Regions from separate parts of the Mus musculus genome. Here regions 1, 2, 3, 4, 6 and 7 are each linked to region 5. A link is a contact called in public Hi-C and promoter capture Hi-C data. All regions are on one chromosome and are shown on one strand. The core of a region is the stretch at or near the end of the contact, and the rest is flanking DNA. Distances in the headings are between cores, read along the strand shown. Region 1 holds the start of E2f5 (E2F transcription factor 5). Region 2 holds the start of Rbis (ribosomal biogenesis factor). Region 3 holds the start of Lrrcc1 (leucine rich repeat and coiled-coil domain containing 1). Region 4 overlaps Ralyl (RALY RNA binding protein-like). Region 5 holds the start of Snx16 (sorting nexin 16). Region 6 holds the start of Car13 (carbonic anhydrase 13). Region 7 holds the start of Car3 (carbonic anhydrase 3).

Evidence for each region. Promoter capture Hi-C pulls out the DNA fragments that hold promoters and counts their contacts. Hi-C and Micro-C count contacts between places; a contact is called where the count stands out from the background.
Region 1: a promoter capture Hi-C map of pre-B cells shows a contact between it and region 5. The contact joins the promoter of E2f5 here to the promoter of Snx16 in region 5. A contact is called at or near these places in 6 of 39 promoter capture datasets (cranial neural crest, frontonasal cranial neural crest, hippocampal neurons and 3 more).
Region 2: a contact with region 5 is called in a Hi-C map of CD4 T cells, with 2.6 times the contacts expected there. The contact joins the promoter of Rbis here to the promoter of Snx16 in region 5. A contact is called at or near these places in 4 of 39 promoter capture datasets (cranial neural crest, hippocampal neurons, pre-B cells and 1 more) and 1 of 484 Hi-C or Micro-C datasets (CD4 T cells).
Region 3: a promoter capture Hi-C map of second pharyngeal arch cranial neural crest shows a contact between it and region 5. The contact joins the promoter of Lrrcc1 here to the promoter of Snx16 in region 5. A contact is called at or near these places in 5 of 39 promoter capture datasets (cranial neural crest, frontonasal cranial neural crest, maxillary cranial neural crest and 2 more) and 1 of 484 Hi-C or Micro-C datasets (the G1E-ER4 cell line).
Region 4: a Hi-C map of cerebellar granule neurons shows a contact between it and region 5, with 2.7 times the contacts expected there. The contact joins the enhancer-like site here to the promoter of Snx16 in region 5. A contact is called at or near these places in 6 of 39 promoter capture datasets (cranial neural crest, frontonasal cranial neural crest, hippocampal neurons and 3 more) and 1 of 484 Hi-C or Micro-C datasets (cerebellar granule neurons).
Region 6: a promoter capture Hi-C map of second pharyngeal arch cranial neural crest shows a contact between it and region 5. The contact joins the promoter of Car13 here to the promoter of Snx16 in region 5. A contact is called at or near these places in 5 of 39 promoter capture datasets (cranial neural crest, frontonasal cranial neural crest, maxillary cranial neural crest and 2 more).
Region 7: a contact with region 5 is called in a promoter capture Hi-C map of pre-B cells. The contact joins the promoter of Car3 here to the promoter of Snx16 in region 5. A contact is called at or near these places in 3 of 39 promoter capture datasets (cranial neural crest, pre-B cells and second pharyngeal arch cranial neural crest) and 1 of 484 Hi-C or Micro-C datasets (CD4 T cells).

The regions. Positions count from the first base shown.
Region 1 is chr3:14,577,073-14,580,470 of GRCm38.p6, forward strand. E2f5 (E2F transcription factor 5) reads left to right here and starts at 1,599. Exons shown (of 8, transcript NM_007892.2): 1 at 1,599-1,951. The coding sequence starts at 1,748.
Region 2 is chr3:14,609,214-14,612,742 of GRCm38.p6, forward strand. Rbis (ribosomal biogenesis factor) reads right to left here and starts at 2,043. Exons shown (of 4, transcript NM_001099674.1): 1 at 1,997-2,043; 2 at 328-444. The coding sequence starts at 441.
Region 3 is chr3:14,532,256-14,535,590 of GRCm38.p6, forward strand. Lrrcc1 (leucine rich repeat and coiled-coil domain containing 1) reads left to right here and starts at 1,533. Exons shown (of 19, transcript NM_001163579.1): 1 at 1,533-1,767. The coding sequence starts at 1,679.
Region 4 is chr3:13,864,746-13,868,112 of GRCm38.p6, forward strand. The region is part of intron 2 of Ralyl (RALY RNA binding protein-like); the gene reads left to right. Among named protein-coding and RNA genes, the nearest start is that of Gm41998, 67 kb to the right of the region's middle. Within about 2 kb of position 1,321, at least 7 of the 459 cell types and tissues checked have an H3K27ac peak or open chromatin away from gene starts, as enhancers often do. A contact at or near this core is called in cerebellar granule neurons and hippocampal neurons, where this site is marked.
Region 5 is chr3:10,438,497-10,442,196 of GRCm38.p6, forward strand. It overlaps Snx16 (sorting nexin 16), which reads right to left and starts at 1,634. Exons shown (of 8, transcript NM_029068.4): 1 at 1,419-1,634.
Region 6 is chr3:14,639,254-14,642,989 of GRCm38.p6, forward strand. Car13 (carbonic anhydrase 13) reads left to right here and starts at 2,474. Exons shown (of 7, transcript NM_024495.5): 1 at 2,474-2,592. The coding sequence starts at 2,556.
Region 7 is chr3:14,862,004-14,865,696 of GRCm38.p6, forward strand. Car3 (carbonic anhydrase 3) reads left to right here and starts at 1,535. Exons shown (of 7, transcript NM_007606.3): 1 at 1,535-1,602; 2 at 2,247-2,444. The coding sequence starts at 1,569. Gm41999 (predicted gene, 41999) reads right to left here and starts at 2,062. Exons shown (of 4, transcript NR_168331.1): 1 at 1,776-2,062.

The sequences.
Region 1 (3,398 bases), core at 349-2,848, 4.1 Mb after region 5:
TGGCTAAGATCAAAAACACATGTGACAAATTCTGCTGGGGAATGGATGTGGAGCAATGAAAACACACCTCCATTGCTGGTTGGGAGGGCAAACTAGTACAGGTTCTTTGGAAATCAATATAGTGGTTTCTCAAAAGACGGGGACTCAATCTACCTCAAGACCCAGCTATAGCACTCTTGGGCATATTCCCAAAGGATGCTACATATTATTACAAGGACATTTGTTCACCTATGTTCACAGCAGCTTTATTCATAATAGCCGGAAACTGGAAACAACCTACATTCCCTCAATCGAACAATGGATTTAAAGATAAAATAAGTGGTACATTATCACAATGGAGTATTACTCGGTTGTTTAAAAAAAAAAATGACATCATGAAATATACTGGCAAATTGATGGAACTCAAAAACCTCATCCTGAGTGAAGTAACCCAAACTCAGAAAGATGAACATGGTACATACTCACTTATAAGTGGATCTTAGCTGTAAAGTAAACATAATGCTACAATCCCCAGACCCAGAAAGACTAAGTAACAAGACAGGCTAAAGAGGGTATCTCTCTGGAAAGGGTCAGTGGAATAGAATCTGCAGGTGGATTGGGGGGGCAGACGGGGATTTTAAGTGTTGCAGCTCTGAAGGAAAATGCTTCCCCTACAGAAGTTTTGCTCCAGACGCCTGGAAAAATTTTGGTTTAAAATTGTTTTCAGGATTTACTAGTTAATGCTGTCAGTTTCTCCTCGCGTTTTGTTTTTTTGTTTTTTTTTTTCCCTACTGTTAATTTGGGCATTCTTGCATGAAGGATATGTCTTCATTAATTCCTGCCAAATGATGTTTTTAGTCACCTACTACTTGTTAAGTGTGAAGGATATTCAACAGGTGCGAATACCAAGTTGTTTAAGATCTTGGGTTTTTTTTTGTTTTTGTTTTTTGTTTTTTGTAAACTTTTATTTATTTACATTCCAAATGTTACCCCCCCTTCCAGGTAGCCCCTCCAAAAGTTCTTCATCCCATACCCCCTTCCCTTTGCCTCTGAGAGGTTGCTCCCCACACTACCCCGACCCATCTTACCCACCCAAGGTGTTGAAGATTTTAATCCTGAGTCTCAAGTTTGCAAATAAAAAATGTGGGAGCACATTTCCTCCTCTTATATCTGTGATCTTACTATCGAGCCATAGTTTACGATGTCAATAAGTCAAAAGATGCTGCGATTGTCTCAATAATAGAATTATTGGGGAGCAAAAGAGTATAATTTTGTAAAGAACACTAAAGGCAGGTAAGGAAAGAGCTGGGGGTCTACTTCCTTCACCGTCAAGGCTCAGGTGCTTCTGTTTGCAGAAAAGGCTTTGGAAAAGACTGAAGGTCAGAGTCCCAAAACCTTCCGGGACGCGGCGTTCTCCTATTTACGCGAAGATGAGCCTTACAATACTTGCACCTGATCAGGGATGAGCGCTCCAGGCCGACCAAAAGCACGCTCCGCCTGAGGGAACCCGACTGCCCCGCCCCTCCGCGGAGAGTGCGTTACTAGGCAACGCCGCGCGGCGTCACTTCCTGCCATTTAAACTCGGGCCCACCCTCGCGGCGCTGGCCGCTCGTGTGAATCCGCGCGCTCTGTGGTGCCGTGCGCGAGCCGCGCGGCTCCGGGGACTGGTGGACGCGGGGCGCGCCGTGGGCGGGGAGCGGAGTCCGCGCACCTCCTCTGCCGGTGGCGGAGCGGCTCCTCGCCAGAGGACAGCAGGGCCGCGGCGGTGATGGCGGCGGCGGAGCCCACGAGCTCTGCTCAGCCCACGCCGCAGGCCCAGGCTCAGCCGCCGCCGCATGGGGCGCCATCCTCGCAGCCGTCCGCGGCGCTCGCGGGGGGCAGCAGCCGGCACGAGAAGAGCCTGGGCTTGCTTACCACCAAATTCGTGTCGTTGCTGCAGGAGGCGCAGGACGGCGTCCTGGATCTCAAAGCGGTGAGCGGGGATGGGGAGGGCGAGGCCCGCCCGAGGGTGCTGGGTCCACCACCCCCACTGCGCCGAGACTCCGGACCCGGAGGGGCCGGGATGGATGCGGGGGCCCCACCGACCGGCCACCGCGCGGCCCTGGCCACAAAGGAGCACCCGGAGCGAGCGCCCAGGAATTCGCGCTCTGCTCTGGACTCGCTTAAGGACCGACCGCTCTGCAGAACTTCATTCCTGTTTTGAAGAACTTTCATGCCAGTTCTTCGGAATGAAAGAGGAAAAGAGAAAACTTTCCACACCTCCTCTAAAGTAGTAGTTTTTAGAAGGGGACATTCTTCATCGAGAATTAAGAATTGGGAAGTAAGATTGGATTTGTTGGCTTAATTTAGAATCTTTCTACTTTCTAGACCTGAGATTTGCGGTCACACAGAGAGGGGTCATTTTGTGCCGTTCAGACTAAGTGGTGAAATTACTTAGTAAGCTTTATCTGGTTTTATAAGGATGTTTGCTTCGTTCTTTGCTATGGTTCGGATTTTTTTCAAACAACAACGTCCATTTAAAGCAGTTCAGTCATAGTGATTTAACCGTTCCTGGCAAAACTTGGAAGGATTCCACAACGCAGGGAAAGGGGAACAGTATGGGATCGTGCGAATTAAAATTCAGCTAGTACAAGGAGGTTCAGAAAGAGCCAATACTTCAAAAATAAACAAAATTGCTAGTTTACAGTCACAGCGAATAGCCTCTTATGACTCCTCACAGCTCCTGGCTTGAAGCTATTACCATCCTCAAGACCGTGGGTGGCCAAGGCATAGGAAATAGGAGTCTTAACAGGAGAAGCCTGCCTTCCAGAACTCTGCTGAGTGTCCTGTCCTGGCCCAGTGGGAGGCGCTGGCTTGTTGGCACTTGGATTCCCCCCTTTTCCTGGGTGTAGATGCCAGTTAGTGTCGGTTCATATTTGGAAATGTTACTCCTGGGACCTTTTTCCACTTTTATTCCCCCCACCCTACCCTCACCTCTTCTTTCCCTCCTCTAATGGGCATCTACAGTACTCAAATTGTATTGAATTCAAATGGTACGGTTTCCAGTTTCACTGGCGTTAATGAGGTCAGCAGAGAAACACCTGATGCTACAAAACACCCATTGAAATCTGCTGTTTAAAGTTAAATTCACCTGTAGTGGATGACTACATTAAAAAATTCAGAGAATTTCGGGGCTTTCCGGGTAAACGTGGGATTTGATGGTTTGTCCTGAAATATGCTCAAACCTCGGAAAATGATTTCTAGATTTAGTTGTTTGACTTACTTAACATGTATGACAGCAGGTTCTGGCATTGAATAGCAGAAGTCTGATATTCAAAAGTCTTTCTGTTATCTGGATCTATCCTAAAGATTCAAAGACTTCTGTAGTAATAAATAATTACTTAAAATAATAAGTAATGACTTACAGAGACCTGTATACC
Region 2 (3,529 bases), core at 793-3,292, 4.2 Mb after region 5:
GTCTACTAGCTACCAAGCTGCTGGCTTACATAGTATACCTCTGCAAGTGGAATCTTGAATATATGCCAAGTGAACTAGTAAGAACTATCCTTCATACTGTCTAAACAGTGATTTCTATAATCTCATACAGCCTAGTAGCCTATTGTGTAGCACCTCGTATATGTGCAATCCTCTTAAATTTGTATTTTAAAAGGAACAGTATTTACCTTAATATTTTTAAAAAGTCTTGTCTAGTAAGAAGGCTATGAACTTCTGGTTTAAAAAACAAAATCCCACTGTTAGTTTACATTTTGCTTATAATCAATGCCAGAATACTTAAATACTCACCTTCTTAAGATTAGTAGTAACTGGTTTTGCCTTGTTTTTAGCCTTGAAAGTTTTGTGGCTAGCTATATGAAATACATTCCTGGACTTCTGCCCTTTTAATTTGTTCTTGGCCATTGTCTAGAAAAGAGAGTAGGGTTCAGTTAAACTGCTTATATTTTGAACCACAAATCAATGTAAAATTTTAAGGTATCTTAGTTCTGATTATTTTAAAAGTTGTTACATAAATCCTGTTTTTCATTCCCAGACATTTGCCAGGTTTTGAGGTAGGAGGCACACACATCTCAGTCCTTGCTGCATCCCTAGCACCAGGTCTGAGACACCTAGTTAAGGGCTCTTGGTTAAACTTGGTATTGTCAACACACACAACCGACCCTTTGTGGTAAATACCATTATCCCCATCTTACAGATTTAAAAAGTGATGCAAAGGTTTAAAGCCATACAAGTTAGACTAGCGGTCACTATGATATACTGCTTTTCTCATGAACATTTCTACATTCCTGCTACATTTCCTGCTTTTGTTTGATCATAAGCAAACTCATGCCAGGCACCTGTGGTAGGTATTTACTGAAGTTCATTATCTTCACTTGCACTATATGCTTTTGGCTGCTTTTCTGCTGCAACTCTGGCCCACAAAGACTGTTTTGTTTATCTTTCTCTTTACTGAAAGTTTCCCAAAGTTTTGCACAAGTCAACTGCACCCAGTGGTAATTTTTATAAAGTATGAAATGATAAACTGCCCAGAAATTAAAGTCATCAATGGTTGCCCTGACATACACTGGGCAATATGTCTTGGTCTATTCATCCTTGGTACTACTGGCTCTGGCCTAAAATCTGTCATATCTTCCCTTTCCATTTTGCTCTAACTTTCTATCTTGGCTAAAACTTCCACCAATACAGCCTCAATATACATACACAGGGAATATGCATATACAGTGAATGTGCCTGGCATGTTTTTGTTTTTTAATCAAACAATATGGATGCACAATGTGCATATATGTTCCCATATATACAACATATAATGAATGTATTGTGCAAATACATATATACATATGTATTTACATACATACATAACATACATACACACATAACACACTCTTGAACCCTAACAGTACTTCTGCTCAAAAATATTACAGTAGAAAATGCATGCGTACAGGAGTAAAAATAAGTAAAAAGTCATTCAACCTGTTATCTAACCTCCTCCATCCCATCTACCCTCTCATCTATTACTTACTAATTATTTACTAAGTCTGAAGTAATAAAGAATGGGTACGTATATATACACAACCAGATACTTTACATGCACAAATATTAACATCAACATTAAGCAAACAAAGGATAGTGTTGCAGACTCAAATGACGAGCGATGCTTACTAAGATGGAAACACAGAAAGATTCGAGAAGATCTGCAGCCTAACTAAAACCTAGATTTTGGAAAAGTGCTATTTTAAAGTTGTGATGAAGACACTGTTAAAATACCCTGCTAAGGGGTGGCCGCAAGGTTTCGGGCCTGGGCACCCCGGGAGTTCGATCGCCCACGAGGAATCGATAGAGGACTAGAAGTTGGCAGAACAGAGCCCTCGGAGCCGCCGCAGCCAGCATTCCCACCACGCCCTGCCTGAGCCCCAAACATTTCACCCCAGCGCTCCGAAAAACCCCATTAGCTTCTCACCAAAGTTCACGCGGCTGCTCAGGTTCACAGTGACGCCATCCACAAGCTCAGGACACAGGAAGTTCCGGGAAGACGAGCCAGTCAATTGAGAGCTTTCCAGCCGTAACCCCACCCACCGAACCGGCTTCCCCGAGCGGGCCACGCCCTCAGCTCCCTCTGGTGCCTCTTAGCCCGGCCCTTCACAGTAGCCTGGGCGGGGCCTGGCGTGTCCGCCGTGACCCCGCCCACTCGGAAGGAGCCGCCTTCGAAGGGGAGGAGGAGTCGACTCAGTGGAGCTTCGCCTACTAGCATGCCATGGACGTTTTTCATAGGTTTAAGCTGGTACTTGAGAAGAAGCCTCCCACCGGTGAGGTTCCACGCATCGCCTCGCTAGGACCCCGCGCCTTTGACCCGGTGGTCGTCACCCACGAAAGGCGAAAAACATTCTCGCCAGAGAAGTCTGTCCTTCCGGTCTCAGATGCTTGGTGTCACCAATCGAAGCCGCGGGCCCTGCAGTGTCCGAGAGGTGGCGCCACGACCGAGGGCGGCGTCCATACAAGAAGAAAAAGTTCGCATCCTTTTCAAGTTACTTACTTGTTCAAAAAAGAAAATTTCCTACAGCACAGCAGATGTACAAGAAATCATTCAAAATTATATATATATATTTATATCCAATTTGTATTCAAAATGCCTGTGAAGTTCTAAAAACATAAGTACCTGTGAAGCTCATATCACAGGTAATGATGCCCTTGAATTAGATCCCCTTGCCCCAAGAAAGGCAAAACAATAAAAGTCTACCTTGTGTGAGAGTAAGAGTGATGCCACAAGTAACCAAACTTATAGAAAAACATTAAACTATTTTGCAAAACTAGAGTTATGAATTCTGAAGCAAATGAGAGGGGCATAAGTATGTTCCTTAAATGTGAAGTTATTGACATGTTTGTACAAGGCAAAGCAACATATGTAAAAGAATACCATCGTGGTTGTAAAATCTGTGGAGTGTAGCTTTTAGTTTGAAATGGTGACATAAGGCTACATATACCAAGGAAAAACATAGTTGTACAGGTAAAAGCAGAGGAATTATACAAGGCAAGGAGACATCCGTTTCTGTGTTATTGTCAGCTAACAAGGCAAACTAGAAAGGTTAATGTATTTCCCTCTGCCTCCTATATAGAAGGCTATTGCCAGATTCAGACATTGATTATTTTCTCAGCATCCTTTCTGGGTAACCCCTTTTATCACATTAAGTGGTCCTTGTTGGACCTGGTAAGACTGGGCTTCCCTACAGGGGCTAGGGAGAATGCTGCTGCTTAGGCTTAGTGGGGGCTCAACAGAACACTGGGAAACTGGGACTTCAAGCGACCATCCCATCCAGCAACTGGGAGAACATAAAGGCACCACGATGGGAAAACAACTGGACCTTTGAAATATGGCCTGGCAGTACTACTGGCTTAAGTATTGTAACCAGAAAACCCACAATGTCTTATGATTGCCTGGGTTCAGTTGTAGCTGGAAGAACAATGCTCAACTATCAGAGATAAAAGATCAGGCATA
Region 3 (3,335 bases), core at 283-2,782, 4.1 Mb after region 5:
AATTATTATACTTCAGAGCTCAGAGCTATGAGGCCAGCTACTTGCATTTTCTTGTGACGCTCTAATGATAAATGACATGGGCAAAGCTGCCAGGCAGTGGCCAGAAAGAATCAAGTTAACCCTTAACTCAATAGTTCTGCTAGCTTTCTGCTTTTGCACATTGCACACAATGGCTTTCCTAAGAGTCCCAGTGTTTTGACTTAGGTTTACGAATATATAATTTTATGTATCTTTACTTTCTTATTCAGAAACCACTCTTAAATGTTGTGCAAAATTTATTTCATAATTTCAAAAAAACTATTCCTTTCTTGGGATACCAATGTTGGCTCTAATTCATTTTCTAATAATTTCTTCAAACTTTCTTTGCAAGTCAAGCATTAATCTGGAACTATCATTGTTCAGTTATTATATTGTTTTCAAGATGAGAACACACAGCAGGCACCATTAGGACTGTGCTGTGCTGTGTCCCTATGCCTCAATTTTTAACTGTTTAAGAATCAAGGAACGTCTAGTTTCACAGAATTCACCAGAGCAGAAGGGAGAAAGAAATAAGAAAGTCAGATATAATAGAATAATTATGCCCACCAAGACCAACTGAAAGACAGGCACCCACAAATGAATTCTATACAGCTGTTATTCAGGGATAAGATTAGAAGTGGGAACGACTGTTTTCTACAAAGAGCTGCAGTGGGCTACTGAGATGTCTCCATCCTGGCCTACTGCGGGCAGTCGCTGTCATGGTATGCTGTCCCCAACAAGTTATTTATGTGGTAGCCAGGAAAACTGTATTTTGGTGGCTGTCTCCTTATCTTTGCAATGCCTTTGTGTGGCGGCTACACATCCTTGAGGCTGTAGATAGGTTGTCCCCACTGTATAAAAAACTAAAACATCAGGATATTTTCCCACACGTGTGCACTAACAAAGGTGTACAAACTCTTTGGCATCGTTAGAATATCTTTTTCAACATAGTCTGAACATCCCCTACCATTTTGTGAGATTTTCTGAAGAACTGTGGAAATAAGGTCCCTGAAAGGAGATCAGTCTATCAGTTGGGAGGGAAAGGGGGTCAACTTATGTCATGACTGTCATCACCTACCAAAGAAAAATTTTATACCACAATGGAAAAACCATTGTCTCACCAACTCTACCTTGAAACAGCCCAGTGAAGTATCTTTGGAGTGTTTGCTTTTGCAGAGGCATTGAAGAGTGTCTCTTGAGCGAATTCTTTAAAAAGCTGAACATTTTTTTCTCATCACAGGGAGACCAGCATACATAAATAAAGGCATTGCACAAATACTTAAGGATTTAACAGGAGTTCAGTGACCAAAAACGGGGAACATTACTATGTCTGCAAGATCACGTCACGAAGTATAAAAGCAAACTATTGAGAAAAACGCCTCCATATGGCAGTGGGCTATAAATAATGTTCAGTAGCCCACTCATTCCAAACCAACAAATGGAAAGGCTTTACTTTAAAGGCAGATGCCGTAAAAGTCAAGCCCTCTTTGAGCGGCGCCGTTGTCCTGCTTTGCGGCCGCGCAGGGCGGGGAAAGTGCGGCAGGCGGTTAGAGTCCTCGCCCCGCCCCTTGCTCACTCCCCGCTCCCGCTTTTGGAGGCGTGAGCAAGCTGGGACCCAGCGCTGGGCGCCGGTTAACACCCACTCCCCGTCGCGGGTACCATGGAGGCGGCGGTGTGTAGCGAAATCGAACGGGAGGATGGCGACAGCAGCTGCGGGGATGTGTGTTTCATGGACAAAGGCCTGCACAGGTAGCTGCCGCCACCCGGTTGGACCTCGGGTTGGCTGGCTTCGGAGAGCCGGGCTTGTGCAGGAAGCGGGTTCCTCCCCATCCTCCCAGCACAGTCTGGGGCTCCTCTCTGTCCCCCAGCATAGCCCGGGGTTTCTCTGTGTTCCCCCTGCACGGCCCGGGGCTTCTCTTACTCCTCCCAGCATTGCCCTGGCTTCCTCCCTGCCAAGCCCTGAATCCCTCCTGGCTCACTCAGCTGAGCTCAGGGTTCTTCCGCATCCTCTCCACAGATCCCGGGGTTCCTTTCTCTCCACCACCCAGCGCAACCTGCGGTTCTTTCTTACGGACCTGCTGAGCCCAAGCTTCCTCTTTCCCCTCTCCTCGCCCCCACTTTCGCACCCCCTAGCTGTTGCTCTTCCTGGTCTCCTTCCAGGAGCCTGAGAAGTGGGGCAAGCAGCAAGGCAAGCCTTCTCTACTCCCTGCTTACATCTCTTGCCTCAGTTCTCACCCGTTTTTAAGTTCTTTTGCATAAGACACAATCAGAGACATATCCATACAGTTGTTGAAAGTACCAAATATAACTCTTACTGACCCTGTTTTATGTTACTGAGACTGCTCAGTGGTTTTTCAGGCCCCTGGATTTTCCATACTCTGTGAGCCTTACCAGTTCAACCTAGACCCTCTCTTGTTTTTCACTGGCCAGTTAGCTATTTCTGAGATCCAGGCATTTCTGTTACAATATTCTCTGTCTTTGTTGAGGTGCCTGCTCTACTCCATCAGAACCGTGGTATTTATAATATAATGAAAACAATTTAGTCTCAGGCCTGATCTAAGGGTTGCCAACGAAGAGGTTTTTTCAAAAGAATGCTTACATTTATATTTAATAATGGTTATCGCTTTGAGGATGATGTCTATGTGAATGTTATATGTGTTATTACTAATCACCACAGCAATTATGCAGGGTCGTTTTTGTTTTGTTTTGTTTTGTTTTTCTTCTTCTAGTAAGCAATGACTCTGGGAATTTATATTTTAGATACATTATATAACTTGACAGTGTAACTAGTGAGCAAGTAAATTCAACAGTATTGATTTCTGATAGGTCAGAAAACAGATTGCTATTAAGAGCATATAATAGCACAAAATTTGTCCCTAAATAATTCTGTAATTGCCAGATAATCAGCAAATACTTCAGACACCTTTAGAAATTGGTGTTTTGAGGTTTGCAACTGTTTCCTTGCTGCCAATAAGTAGGTTTCCTGCAACTTTATACTAGCTAGCATAAAAATCTACCACAGATGCCCTTGACATTGTGTGTGCTATTCTGAACTACTTTTAGCATCTCTGAGCAGTGCACTGTAGTTCCATGGAAATACCATTCTACTCGGCATGCTCAATTTATAAGTGGTAGTAGTGGGAGTAAAGAGATGATTTCAGTTTAGAGAAAATGCATTCCAGCTTGCAGTTAGAAAGGACCTCAGCTTTTCCACCAGCAAGAAACATAATTAAGGTTTTTGGTGTTTTGTTTTGTGTTTTGTGTTTTTTGGAAACTACATTCTGGACTAACTAGCTATCATTGAGAGTAAAGAAAGT
Region 4 (3,367 bases), core at 71-2,570, 3.4 Mb after region 5:
TTTCAGAATTTTCCAGAGCTTTTTAGATTTAATGACAACTTTCAATAGGACATTTGTACAGTTCAACTTCGTTATCAAATGTATTCTTTCTCTAAGTACCCCCAAATCTTCTTTTATTTACATTTATCTGGTGAAGAGATAGCAATTGAACATATGATGTGTGTAAAAAATCAGGCTAATAATTTTGGATTATCAGCATCACACTTGCCTGTTCATACAGTCAGGGGAGGCAATAGATAGACAGATAGATAGATAGATAGATAGATAGATAGATAGATAGATAGATAGATAGATAGATAGATATCTTACATAATTTTCCCTTTTCCATCTTTCCCTCAACCCTTCCATGTGCTCTCTCAAAATCATGGTATATTTTTCTTCAATTATTATTGTGTTACATATATTTATAAGTGCATAAATATATAAATTAAGCCTGATCATTTATGCAGTGTTGCTTGTATGCATATGATTTAAAGGTTGATCACTCAGATTGAAAACATTTTAAATATCTCATCCCTATGAATGGCTAACTCTCCTCATCATCAGTCCTCAGTTGCCCTTATTTCTTTGTCTCTGAGTGGGGCTACTTAAGATTCCTAGCAAATGAACATCATTTCAAAGAGATACAGTCTCACAGCATACTTCCTGGTCCTCTAAATCTTATATTATCTTCTGCATCTTCCAAGATGTATCCTAAGCCTGCCTTCCTTCCTTCCTTCTTTCCTTCCTTCCTTCCTTCCTTCCTTCCTTCCTTCCTTCCTTCCTTCCTTCCTTCCTTCCTTTCCCTTACCTCCCTCCTTCACTTCCTCCCTCTGTCTGTCCTTCCCTTCTTCGTTTTAACTTTTTAATAAAAGTGTTAACCTCTACCTGGACTTTTCTACTTATTTGGTTATAATTTATGAACATAAAATAAATAACTGAATAACACTTTGGAAACAAGGAATTAAATGAAGAAGTTACTCAACTTCTTCCTCCTTTAAGGGTTTTTTTTTTTTTTTTTTATCAATTGGAAATGAGATGAACGATTCTACTTTTGTAAATGAGCTTCTCCTAATGGTTTTACAACTGTCATTAAAGCTGCTCAGATAACTAAAGATAGTGATTCTATGCCTTGTTTACAATAACATTTTATTTTAAGTTGCTTGAAAATAAGATGTCATTGATATCATGTGGCTTATAAGCAGCCAATGCAGGATCTCTATTTTCGGCATTCTTATATTTACTTTAATTGATCCTGAGTCTTGTCTATATATGCAACACACAGCAGGTAGCACATGACATCAGTAGATCCAAGATTATTCCTGATGCAACTGTGAGGTTTGCGTGAAATACACCGATGGCCATCTGTATGCCTACGGCCAAAAATAGACTCTTCCCTCACAGCTGCTGCCTTCGGAGCCAGTTTTTCTTAGAAATATTGCTACTTACTTCTAATTTGCATATCGGAATTTAAAAAAATTATCCAAATATATTGTAAATATAGAAAGGTGTTCCACGTACTTTATGAAATTATTCTCTCTAAAGTTGTAATATAATATATCTTAATGGTGTTGTTTCCCCACTATTCTTTTTCCCTATCTTAGCTTCATATCGATTTGAAATCCATCGATGTGTCACATTTAGGATTTGTTACCCAGGGAAACTTAACTGTCAGACTCCCTGTTCTCTTTTAAGTGATGAAGAATGCTCTGTAGTTTTTACTTATTATTTGTGATAGATGAAGTGACACAGTGAGGGAGTGCCAGAAGGCCAGAGGGGAATCTCTGCAAAGCACTTTGGTGCCATCGTGTGGTGAAACTGAGATATTGGACATGACAGTGGGTCTTTGGCTTGTCTCTTCTTTTTGCACACAGGTTTTGTTACATTGCCTTTCTAAAACCCACTATGCTTGGTGTGTGATTTCTTAAGAATAAAGTAAATATGAGACATTTATGTGAAGATACTTTAATTTTCAACCAAAGTTCAATTATTCACCCTCACTTTTCTCCTCCCTTTCTCCTGTTCCTTCTCCATTCTTTCCTTTCTAATGGGAAATAGGAGAATAAGAACAAATGTGTAAGACTTTCAGTGACTGGATTCTGTGAGCTAAACCATTAATTTTATCAGAATTTTTATATAAAGCATAACTGCAGGCCTGGGTACATCTCTAAGTATACAGGCATCATTGCTTTATATTTATTTATAACATGAATGAGTCTCTTAGGGAAATTTTATAGAAATTCACAAAAATGTTACTTTAATCCTCTATAAATCCTCTGTGAGCCTGTGAACACATAGTTACTACTTTGCACCCTAGTCATTGTATTTGTCAGCATCAGGAACAACATGACCATCATCATTATCACCATCATCATAATCATCACTGTATGCATATTATGTGTTCTTACTCCTTCAATAATATCCTGCTCATCCCTTTCTCTCTCCCTCCTTCCCTCCCTTTCTCTCTCCCTCTCTTCCTACCTCCCTCTATCCCTCCTTCCTTCCCACTCATGGAAAAATGCTCTGTGAATCATTTGCTGTCTGTAATTTGCCTGCTTCTCATATCTATCAACTTACAGCCCTGTGCAGACTACCACATATAACTATTTGTGTTCACCTGAGCTCTGCTCATCTTTCATATATTTTTAAACTATATTGTGCAGAATTTTGCCTGAAGTCTCAGCTTTGTTCTTTGCTATTCTCCCAGTTTCATTGTTCCAAGTCAAAGTTTGTCATGTTGGAGGCATGCTCTGAAGTTCTCAGGTTACAGACAAACCTATTCTCCATCTCAAAAGTGTTCGTTCAACTGGTATTAACCTAAAACACAAGTTCTACATTGCAGAGGAACATGCCCCTGAATTGGCTTCATACTTAAGACTGCCATCTGTAGGATTTATGGACAAGCATGTACTCCTTAAACAAGCCAACCTCACATGGGCATCTCTTCCCCACATATCGCTCAGCACACATCTGTCCCAGGTTAGCCCACATCTGGTTTGTTTCCTGGTCTGTGTCATATTCAGCTTGTATTTACTTTCCTAGTCCCAGAATACTTTTGTACTCCCTTACATATAAAATAACTCTGCTTTGTTATTTTTTAAAGCTTGTCTTTTACCAAAATTCCTCTGGTAAATTGACCATCAGTGGAATTTATTAACTTTCTCCACTATAGACAGAGAATAAACAATCACCTAGCTATTTGAGAAAGAATATGCTATATTTACTACTGACATTGCTCTTGTGAATAACCTCTAGATTTATTGCTTGATTGCTTGTATCTCCAGTCATAAAAGTAGTAATGGCTGAGGGTATTTTTGTATAATCCTTAATTTATAAACATAGGATGTAGTTTTTAAAGCCAAATGCTATACTATGCATTCTAATATAA
Region 5 (3,700 bases), core at 384-2,883:
ACATATTTCTTCTTTTTTTTTCCCTTTGGTCTACTTTTCTTTATTTTTTGCAATATTCATTTTAAATGGACTTAATCCTAACATACATTCAAACATATTTCCTGTCTACTCCCACTCAAAAAATGGAAGCAGAAGGAGAAGTTTTGTCGTCCTGGTTGTACTATATGCAACATAGGAACAGAAGAAGGAAAAAAGTCATTCATTTTACTTTTTTATAGAATTACTGAAACTCCCAAGGATTTACACAGGCTAATCATAGTCAGTCCGAAGTTTGATTATTACTAAGGAATGCTCTTTTACTTTGATTGAGATTTGCAATGCTATGCATGCATTCTAAACCTCTTCCTTAAAAAATATGTTAATTTTTAGGCAGGGTCTTACAAGGTTGTTGCCTGTGAACTTGCTAAGTAAGTAGCCTAGGTAGGTTTGAACTTTTGATCTTGCAGCCTCCATAGGTGCTGGGATACACACCTGTACTACCAAGCCAGCAACAACTGTCTTGAAAGTAACATTTTTTTTTAAACTTAGCATCAAATATATTTCAAATGCAAACTTGGTAAAGTTAACGAAAAAAAAGGGGGGGGGAAGGTATCAGGTTTACAGTCAATCAAATTAAATCATTAAAAGTTTTGCTTTTTGATTCTAGATTATTCATTCTCAATAACCTAAGGTCCAAAAGATGGTTATATTGTATGTCTGAATAATTTTGTAGAATAAAGAAGTAATGACTTACCATTACGACGTTAAGTAATAAACTCAGAAATGTTAAGTAGCGACCAGGAGAAATGACAGGTCTATTTATACACAGCAACAGGGGGTCTACCAGCCCAACTTTATTTACTGTCCTCTTAGCAAGCTGTCCCCTCTGGATGTAGGAAGTTTAAACAGGGTGTCTAACCTCACGCGGCCAGTGCAACCTTCCTTATTGTGGAACATTCAAGAAACTTGAGCTACGGACTCACCCCTTGGGTGAATCCTGACCCCCACCCCGCACCTCCCCAGAAGAACCGCGCAGGATTCTCGTAGCTCCGGCGCTGGCCTCTGACATCTGCCACCTGAGGCCCCGGGCTGCCAAGGGCGGCCTCGGGGTGCGCCCGGGGACTTCCACCCGCGGGAGCGCCGAGCGGCGGAGGGAGGGCGTGTCGCCTTCTTCGGGGGCGCCTGACCTCGTACCCAGGAGGATGCTCCCGCGCTACCTGGGGAGGAGGGTGACAGCACGGTGGCGGAACGCAGGCCCGGGGAAGCTGGCAGGGCGACGCGGTCCGCGCGGGCCGCGAGCCCTCAGGCCGGGCTCCCGCACCTGCAGTCCTCCCGGGCCAGGCGCGCCCAGGGGTGCGGCGGGGTCCAGGCTCCCCCGCGCCCCGCAGCCTCCCGCGCGCCCGCCCGCCGTCCAGGCGGCAGGTGTCCCCGCGTCCTACCTCGGCGCGCTCCGCGACCCCACGCCGTCAGGGGAAGGAAGGCGGCTCCTGTTGGACTGCGGCGGGTCGCGTCCTGCCCGGGCACTCGGACTCCTCACGTGACCCTCCGCCCCGGAGCAGCCGCTCGGTGCCTGGGCACAGCCACCCAGCCAGGTTCCCGCGAACCGAGGGAAGGGACGGCCTCGAGTGGGAGGGGGAGGTATGCCGCTCCAGGAAGTGACGTCACAGCACGGCACCGCCCCCGGAGGCCCACACTGGGATTGCTGGTCCCTGTCTCTGCAGTGGCCCGAACAAATCTAATTTTATCACAGGGAATCGACAGTTTTTTTTCCACAGGCTTTATTACTAGGGAGTTTCTGAGAAATGGGGCTACAATATCTAGTTTGCCAAGTAGATGAAGAGAAGACTTCAATTCCCAGAAGGCACTTTGGCTAGCATAAGTTCGGGCTAGAGCTTTGCATCATGGGACTTGTAGTTATCACTGGTTGGGGGGGGAGGTCTAGAAGGTTAGTCATTTTCCATAATTAGCATTTCTTTGATGGATTGACAACTGATTTGAAGAGTAGGCAGATAGAACACTATTTTATTGTGTATTTGTCCCTGTAATTTAGGACTATGGTAAAGATTCCTGAATGCCTGAATTTCTGAATTTAGCCCAAGTGAAAACAGTATTAGGCTGCTTAGATTTGCTAATTTGAAAACCTTTAGTGTTTCAGCAACACTATTATTTAATATTATATATCAAAGTTTACAGAACCATTTGTCAGTACAATCGAGTTGTCTTATTTAAAGATCATTCAATGATTTCTAGGGCTTTGGAGCGATACCTAGAAGGGGAAAATTGAGAGTGGTGATTCCAAAATGATAATGTGATTTCTGACATAGGTGTAGCTTTTATTGGAGAAATAAGTATGAGATAAACAGAATTCGTTGAAAACATAAAGATATTTTCAGGATGAAATTGCCCTTTTTGTCCTTGAATTAATATAATTGAATAAAGGGAAGAAAAAAGTAAGGCAAAGAAAAATGAACCTTGGAATAGTTTTCTTAATAGGGCTCCAGGGGCCAAGGAAAGAAAAGCGCTCAAGAAATAAGAGTGTACAGGTAGCATAGTTTGAAGAAAGATGAAGATCTTGTAAAGGTTGTTGGAACTGTTTGAGTAATTTTTTTTCAGATTATTGAGTGGAACATAACAGGATATACATATATACAAACATATACATATATACATATGTATATATCGCATATTTTCTGGTATTGATAAATGGCTAGATTTTACTTTCAGGAGATAACTAGACATTTTTAGTAATCAAAGAAGAACATTCTGTGTGTTGTCAGATAAGGGCTACAACATAATCTATATATACAATATAATCTATATATATACTGGCCGGTTCCTACTTATAGACTTTTAGTTTACACTCTATGCAGTGGTCCACAATAGAAATGAACTGTTTACACAGCTTACAGAATAAGATTATTTTTCTGACTTTTGTGTTGTGTACTTTTATGTATGTATAATAAGAGGGCATTTGAGCTCACCCAAGGTATCGTTAGACAAGATGCATAGCTTTTATCAGCCTGAGGTGATAGTGGGGTGAGCGAGAAGATGTAAAAACTACAGGATAAAAGAAGCATTTGAAATGGAAAGATATATTATTTCCCCTCCTAAGGAATTGCTCTATCTTCTGTACATTTGGCTTCTCTTGTGGCTAGGTTTATATCCCGGTTTAGATACATTTTTATTAAGCTGGATTTTTTTTTCAAGTAGCATATTTGATCCAACTTGTGTCCAACAGGTGCCTCTTTCCAAAGAATTAAAATGGAGGTGTGGCTGAGCAAAGGCATAAGATTGATGCCACAGAAACTAATGTCATAGGAGTATCTGTGGTGAGAAGTCTGGAAAGCCCCCCTGCTAATTTCTCTAAGATTGATCCATTCTTTCTCCCCTCTTGACTTCCCTTAGACTCTGTGAAATAGCCTAGTGAGTTTTTCAACATATTAGCCTTTTGCTTAAATACGGTCAAAGATTGTGTTTTAGTGTAAAAACCAAAACTGCAAGTAACACAGGCAAACTGAAAACCAGGAGTGGACACAGACAGGAGTCTTACAATTATTTAAATTGGGATGAGGAGATGGCTCTCTGGATAAAGCACTTGCTGGGCAAGTGTGAGGACCAGAGTTCAGTTCCCCAGTACCCACAAAGAACAGCCAGGAGTGGGTGTGCGGGCATGCACACCTATGTACGCTCATATATATGTTTAATCCCAGTTCTTGGGAGG
Region 6 (3,736 bases), core at 1,224-3,723, 4.2 Mb after region 5:
CATATAAAGTTTGCGTGTCCAATGGGCCTCTCTTTCCAGTGATGGCCGACTAGGCCATCTTTTTTTTTTTTTTTTTTTTTTTTAAGATTTATTTATTAGATGTAAGTACACTGTAGCTGTCTTCAGACACACCAGAAGAGGGAGTCAGTTCTTGTTACGGATGGTTGTTGGATGGTTGTGAGCCACCATGTGGTTGCTGGGATTTGAACTCTGGACCTTTGGAAGAGCAGTCGGTTGCTCTTACCCACTGAGCCATCTCGCCAGCCCCCTAGGCCATCTTTTGATGCATATGCAGCTAGAGTCAAGAGCTCCGGGGTACTGGTTAGTTCATAATGTTGTTCCACCTATAGGGTTGCAGATCCCTTTAGCTTCTTTGGTACTTTCTCTAGCTCCTTCATTGGGGGCCATGTGATCCATCCAATAGCTGACTGTGAGCATCCACTTCTATGTTTGCTAGGCCCAGGCATACTCTGACAAGAGACAGCTATATCAGGGTCCTTTCAGCATAATCTTGCTAGTGTATGCAATGGTGTCAGCATTTGGAAGCTGATTATGGGATGGATCCCCGGATATGCTAGTGTCTACATGGTCCATCCTTTTATCTCAGCTCCAAACTTTGTCTCTGTAACTCCTTCCAAGGGTGTTTTGTTCCCACTTCTAAGGAGGGGCATAGTGTTCACACTTCAGTCTTCATTTTTCTTGAGTTTCATGTGTTTAGGAAATTGTATCTTATATCTTGGGTATCTTAGGTTTTGGGCTAATATCCACTTATCAGTGAGTACATATTGTGTGAGTTCCTTTGTGAATGTGTTACCTCACTCAGGATGATGCCCTCCAGGTCCATCCATTTGGCTAGGAATTTCATAAATTCATTCTTTTTAATAGCTGAGTAGTACTCCATTGTGTAGATGTACCACATTTTCTGTATCCATTCCTCTGTTGAGGGGCATCTGGGTTCCTTCCAGCTTCTGGCTATTATAAATAAGGCTGCTATGAACATAGTGGAGCATGTGTCCTTCTTACCAGTTGGGGCATCTTCTGGAATAGAATTGAAGACCCAGAAATGAACCCACACACCTATGGTCACTTGATCTTCGACAAGGGAGCTAAAACCATCCAGTGGAAGAAAGACAGCATTTTCAACAATTGGTGCTGGCACAACTGGTTGTTATCATGTAGAAGAATGCGAATCGATCCATACTTATCTCCTTGTACTAAGGTCAAATCTAAATGGATCAAGGAACTTCACATAAAACCAGAGACACTGAAACTTATAGAGGAGAAAGTGGGGAAAAGCCTTGAAGATATGGGTACAGGGGAAAAATTCCTGAACAGAACAGCAATGGCTTGCTCTGTAAGATCGAGAATTGACAAATGGGACCTAATGAAACTCCAAAGTTTCTGCAAGGCAAAAGACACCGTCAATAAGACAAAAAGACCACCAACAGATTGGGAAAGGATCTTTACCTATCCTAAATCAGATAGGGGACTAATATCCAACATATATAAAGAACTCAAGAAGGTGGACTTCAGAAAATCAAATAACCCCATTAAAAAATGGGGCTCAGAACTGAACAAAGAATTCTCACCTGAGGAATACCGAATGGCAGAGAAGCACCTGAAAAAATGTTCAACATCCTTAATCATCAGGGAAATGCAAATCAAAACAACCCTGAGATTCCACCTCACACCAGTCAGAATGGCTAAGATCAAAAATTCAGGTGACAGCAGATGCTGGCGTGGATGTGGAGAAAGAGGAACACTCCTCCATTGTTGGTGGGATTGCAGGCTTGTACAACCACTCTGGAAATCAGTCTGGCGGTTCCTCAGAAAACTGGATATAGTACTACCGGAGGATCCAGCAATACCTCTCCTGGGCATATATCTAGAACAGTCTTCGAAGGTGAGTTTCTACTGTTCTGTAGGAGCGCACACACTTCTCTTCTCAACTCCTTCCTTCTTGCACAGTCAGAATGGCAGTAAGAGTTAAGAACCAAGAATCCAGTAAGTTTGGCTTCTTCTATGCAGGGCCAAGTCTGCAAGATGCTGGAGTAAGCAAAAAGGAATCAGAGAAGTGAGTTATGCAGATGGAAAGGCTGGAGCTGTCGGGGAAGGGAGGGCTGGCCCGGGGAGGTGAGCACTTCCTAACTAGTAGTTCTTATTTTAAGTGGTGGTTATTACAGCTATCGGCATTGATGTATGTGCATGTGTAATCACCACTGCCACCTCCATCAAGGTCCCCTGCATTTCCCAGACAAGATCTCCAACTCCAGCAGCAGCTCCTGCCTGGGTGAGTCATTTCCAGAAGGGCTTTTTCTGGGGTGGACTTCTCAGAAGGCAGGAAATCCCCATTGGAAACCTTTCTGGCTGCTGAGCACAGATCCCTTTCCCCACTCGGGCGCCCCCTGCGGGTGACGACCGTGCCCTCGGGTTTCGGGTTCCCGGGTTCGGGGTGCGGGCGGCCCCGCCCTCCACCCAGGCCCGCCCAGCTCCTTGGCGCGGGCGCCCTGCCACAGGTCCACAGTGTCCCTGCCACAGGCTCTCCATCGAGGACCATGGCGAGGCTGAGCTGGGGGTACGGCGAGCACAACGGTGAGCGCGGGCTTCCAGAGGGGGCTGATGGGGGCTTGAGGGAGCTCTGAGCCCCGTGGGGGGGTTGGGGGTCAGGGCCTGGTCCCCGCCGGCTCTCTCCAGAGTGGACGGCGGCATTCATTCAACTTCACTGGAAAAGCTCACTGCTGTCCCGAGAAAGCTTAAGAGGTCAGAAGTCAGATGACACATTTGTAAGGAAACAAGGACAACTGAGCCGCGAGAGCTCCCAGATCACTAAGTCACGGGACGCCTTCCAGGCGCTGTTGAAGCAATCTTGGTAACTTGTAATTTGCATACTGACTTGAAGTTAACTTGGGGCTTGTTCTTCAGTCTTACTTTCCTACCGTACCCATCCTTTCAGAGACCAAGGTTTAGCAAACGATTATAGAAATTATAATATGGTGTTAAATATATTTATTGATAAGCATGGCAACTTTTCTTCATCGCCTAAGTGTATTAGGGATAAGACATTCTTCTTGTTCATCGTTTGAACTGATTGCTTCAATTAATTACTCAAAAGAATTGCAAAGAAAAACTGGGAAAGCACTGATAGTCTTCAAAATGGAGTTTGTGGATAATAATATCAAAAACTTAAATTAGCATATACGTTATTGGATAATATTCTATAGTACATTTAATGAAAGTTTACGGAAAGTTTTCCCTTCTTTTATTTTATTTTCCCCCTTTTTGTGTTTTGAGACGAATCTTACTCTGTAGCTTAGTCTGGGCAGAACTTGTGGTCATCCTCTTTTCTTGGATGGAAAAAAAAAACTCGTTTCTTATTGCAGCTTATTTGAGGTCGTGATGACATTAATGTTATTTTTAAAATGACATCAGATGAAGTTTAGATTTTTATGAATGACATTTATAATTTAGATGAATTTCTTAAGCCAAAATAGCAATCTTATGTTTCATTACCTTCTAATTTGTGTGTTTGAAAGACAATCTTTACACATTTCAGTTTTGTCTCTGAAATCATTTTGTTTGTTGTTATTTGGCAGTTATTAGGTGCCAGTAGTGGTACCCTCTCTGTGGTTAGGGAGAAGGTTGTGTTAGCCAGTAGGTACTGATTGTACCCGAATAGGTACCCGAATAAGTATTGGTTTCAATAAAATTCTCCAGAAAATTTAAAATTTCAACTTAG
Region 7 (3,693 bases), core at 285-2,784, 4.4 Mb after region 5:
TGTTTCTCTGTGTTTGCTTGGATCTTCCAAACTAACTGAGAGTTCCTGATTCCACAGTGCTATTGTGTGGATCAAGTGATCCCTGGTCACAAAAATACCCTAGAGACTGACTCCCCTGGCGTCCAGGTTCTGAGTGTGGTCAGCCATTCCACATACCTAGCTGATGAGCTCTCGTTGCCATGATGAGAGATTTCCTTCTCAGGTTTTGTTACCCACGAGGAAAAGCAAAATGAAAACGTCATTTTTATAAAAGTAAAAGTTATAAGAAAATGCTTGCAGAGATCTTGTTCAAGACATTTCCAAGATACGGTGTATCTTTCTGGTCTCAAGATATTCTTGCCCAAACAAGATTTTTTTTTTCATAATAGATACATAGAATTGCAAACATCTATTATACCGGCTTCTTTCATGTGAGCCATAACCAGATATTTCTAATTATACCTTTGTCATGCACAAGTGGGATATGCCAGTTTTAGTCTCTGTTTATGTGGTTTATTGCATTACAAAACACATTAAAACTGAGAGAAAAGACACGAGCTCCCCCCCCCCGCCCCGCCCCGCGCAGCCGGCTCCCAAACCGATTTCATAGACCTTTTCCTTTTTTTCCTTGTCTCTAATTATGTCTTAGAAAGTGAAAATTTTATGTAGTGTACTCATTTTTGACTGTACCCTTTCAACTTCGGGTATCCTTGGTGCCCTGAGATGAACAGAGCAAAGCTCTGTGGCTCTGTCCCAGACTGCTGCTGACTGAGGCTAGGGTGCAGAGTCCCTCCCTGGCCAGGGATCCAGTGCTGTGCTCCTGAGTCGTACTAGACAAACTAAGCTAGACTGGTGTGACGCCTAAGCAGTCTACCTTACAGACTCATCCCTTAAGGATACCGGGACTGGAAAGCGGGCACTCCCAGACTCCTCCTCATCTCTATTCCCAGAATTTTACAGGTTTTCCGTAGGAGAATCACGCACTAGTCAGAGGATCAGAGGAGTTCTTTCCGTCCTAACCGGATTCCTGCAGGGAAAGGAACCCCAGCATCCGGAGACTGCAGCGGGTCCTCCATTCTGAGTTAAAAGTCTTCTGAGAGAGGCTGCAAGAGCCGCGGGTGCAACTTTTAGTTGCTAAGTAACACCAGACTGCAGCATGAGCCGGCTGCTCCTCCAGACCCCCAAGTGCAGGAAAACTGGAGGGAACCAGCCAAAGCGGGAGATCTTAGAAAGCTCAGCTGCTTGGTAGCCTGCAAAGTGAACAAAGGAAGGAGCCAGGGCTCTTGCAGAGCCAAGAAAGGGGGGGCTCTGTCCCCCTCCGTTCCCCCTCCGCGCCTCCTCCCTGCCCCCTCCTGCTACCCTCTCACCCGGACAGCTGTCCAGCTCTTGTAATTCATTGGCTTCTCCCGCCCCCGGCCTTCTGAGTACCACCCCAATCCAGTTTAGCCCCCTGCCTCACCGCTGACCTAATAAGGTCATGCACACTGCAGGAGATCTATATAAAAGAGCGAACTCTTGGAGACCTTGCCGGACAACAGGAGCAAGAAAGAGCAGGAGCTGTCCAGCGCTGAGAAACACGAAAGGTGACCATGGCTAAGGAGTGGGGCTACGCCAGCCACAATGGTGAGTGGGGCCAGGACACAACAGGGTGTATCTGCATTGCACAGGTGTGCAGGGAGGAATCCTTAAGAACTAGCATATAGTGAAAACTTTCTGGTGTTCCATGCTGCTGGTCTTTAACACGACTCACTGTTTTCCTTTCCACGGAGGAACCTGAAGCTCAGAGACATACTCACTATAACTAGCTTAAGGTCCGATGATGTGTCTGAGAAGTCACTCAGCCAGAAGTCAGGTCCAGTTGAATTTTTTCTGTGAAACTGAGAAGTGAGCCTCTTTGAGCTTGGGGTCCGGTAACAATATTTGCTTTGACCAAGTCAGCCTTGGGAAAAAGAAGAAAATATCCCTTCCAAGCTGCAAAGTACTCCAAAAAATATATGATCGATCTGTGGTTCATTTCAAAGATAAGCTTTTCTGGCTACATGGTTCTCAAGCCAGGGGAGGGAATGTGGAGATTGGAACGCTCTTTGAGCATAGGTAAGCAAGCTTCTAAATAGGTTTGAAATCAAAGTGCTGTGTTGCTCAATCTGAACCAGAGACCTTTCTGCAGTCACTCTTTGGCTTCTGTACACTTTGCTGGCACAGTTCACTAAATAGAGGCCTTGAGCTGTACTATTAAATGAATAAATTCTCTTCCATTTACTTCCTAGGTCCTGATCACTGGCATGAACTTTATCCAATTGCCAAAGGGGACAACCAGTCACCCATTGAACTGCATACTAAAGACATCAAGCATGACCCCTCTCTGCAGCCCTGGTCAGCATCTTATGACCCTGGCTCTGCTAAGACCATCCTGAACAATGGGAAGACCTGCAGAGTTGTGTTTGATGATACTTATGACAGGTCTAGTAAGTATAGCCCTTCGGCAGGGTCACGTGAGTGTGTTCAGTATCTAATGGCAAGACGCAATTTGTGACACGGTAACAGAATTATGGGAAGCGGGAGAAGTTTATCCCTGAAATGGAGATGACTTTAGACTTGGCTTTAGTTGTGGAGAACTATATTCACACAATGAAGAGGAATGTCACACCCTCTCGTTGCTGCAAAATGGCCATATGCCCAAGCTAAAAGTTAGCAAAACACTCCAGAGACAGAGTGTGGATCCCCAGGGGAGGACAGAGAGTCCACATGGGCTTTCTGACCACCGAGAGACAACGTTTTTATGGTTCCTGGTGATATGGAGAACAGATTCAACCATGATGAAAGAAATAAAATGGGTCCTCTCTTTCCTCGCGGATGGAAGGAGGCTAATTAATGTGAAAAGGCAGGGTCACTGTGTGAGTTAAAGAGGCCTGGTTTCAGGAAGTATCTTTGTGGTGAGTGTTTCTGATGTATATGACCACTTTTTCTTGGATCAATGTTAGTGTGGAATTGAAGCATTCATGGGAGGTTTTATTTTTTTAACCTACATTAGTAACTGATCTGTGAAATAAAATAAGATGAATTTGAAATACTTTGAATATTTGAATACTAATTTCAGGTAATTTGAAATTTCAGAAAGGCTTGGTGGCTCATACCTGCAATCCCAATACTCAAGAGGCAGGGGTAAGAGGACTGCCATAAATATGCAGCGACCTTTGAGTTTCTAATGTGTTCCAAGCCAGCTTGGGCTATAGAGTGAAACTCTGTCTCCAAAAAAAAAAAAAAAAAAAAAAAAAAAACAAGCATTACTTTGTTGCAAATAAATCTAAGTGAGAATTAGTCTTTAGTAAGTAAGAATGCAATTTTCTAGAACCACATTCTTCATTAAACTAAAAATATCCTTTGTTGATTAAACAAGAATGGCCATTCTGGTGATGTCATAAGAAATAATGATAGAGTGACAGACAACTCCTCCCTTCCAAGGTAAGAGGAGAGCAAAAACTTACTACTTCCTGAGCTATCGTTACATGTTACCCTTTCCCAGTTTTTCTTTGACTTAAAAGCTGAAGTATCATTTAGAACAAAAACCAAAAAACAAAAATAAAAGTATAACAAGAAAAATAACAAAATAAAAGTATCACTCACCAAGCCGAAACACATGAAATAGCATTTTTAAAAGAAAAATAGTTGAATGTTAGAGATTTAATGATTAGAAAACTAATAGGTTAATAATAA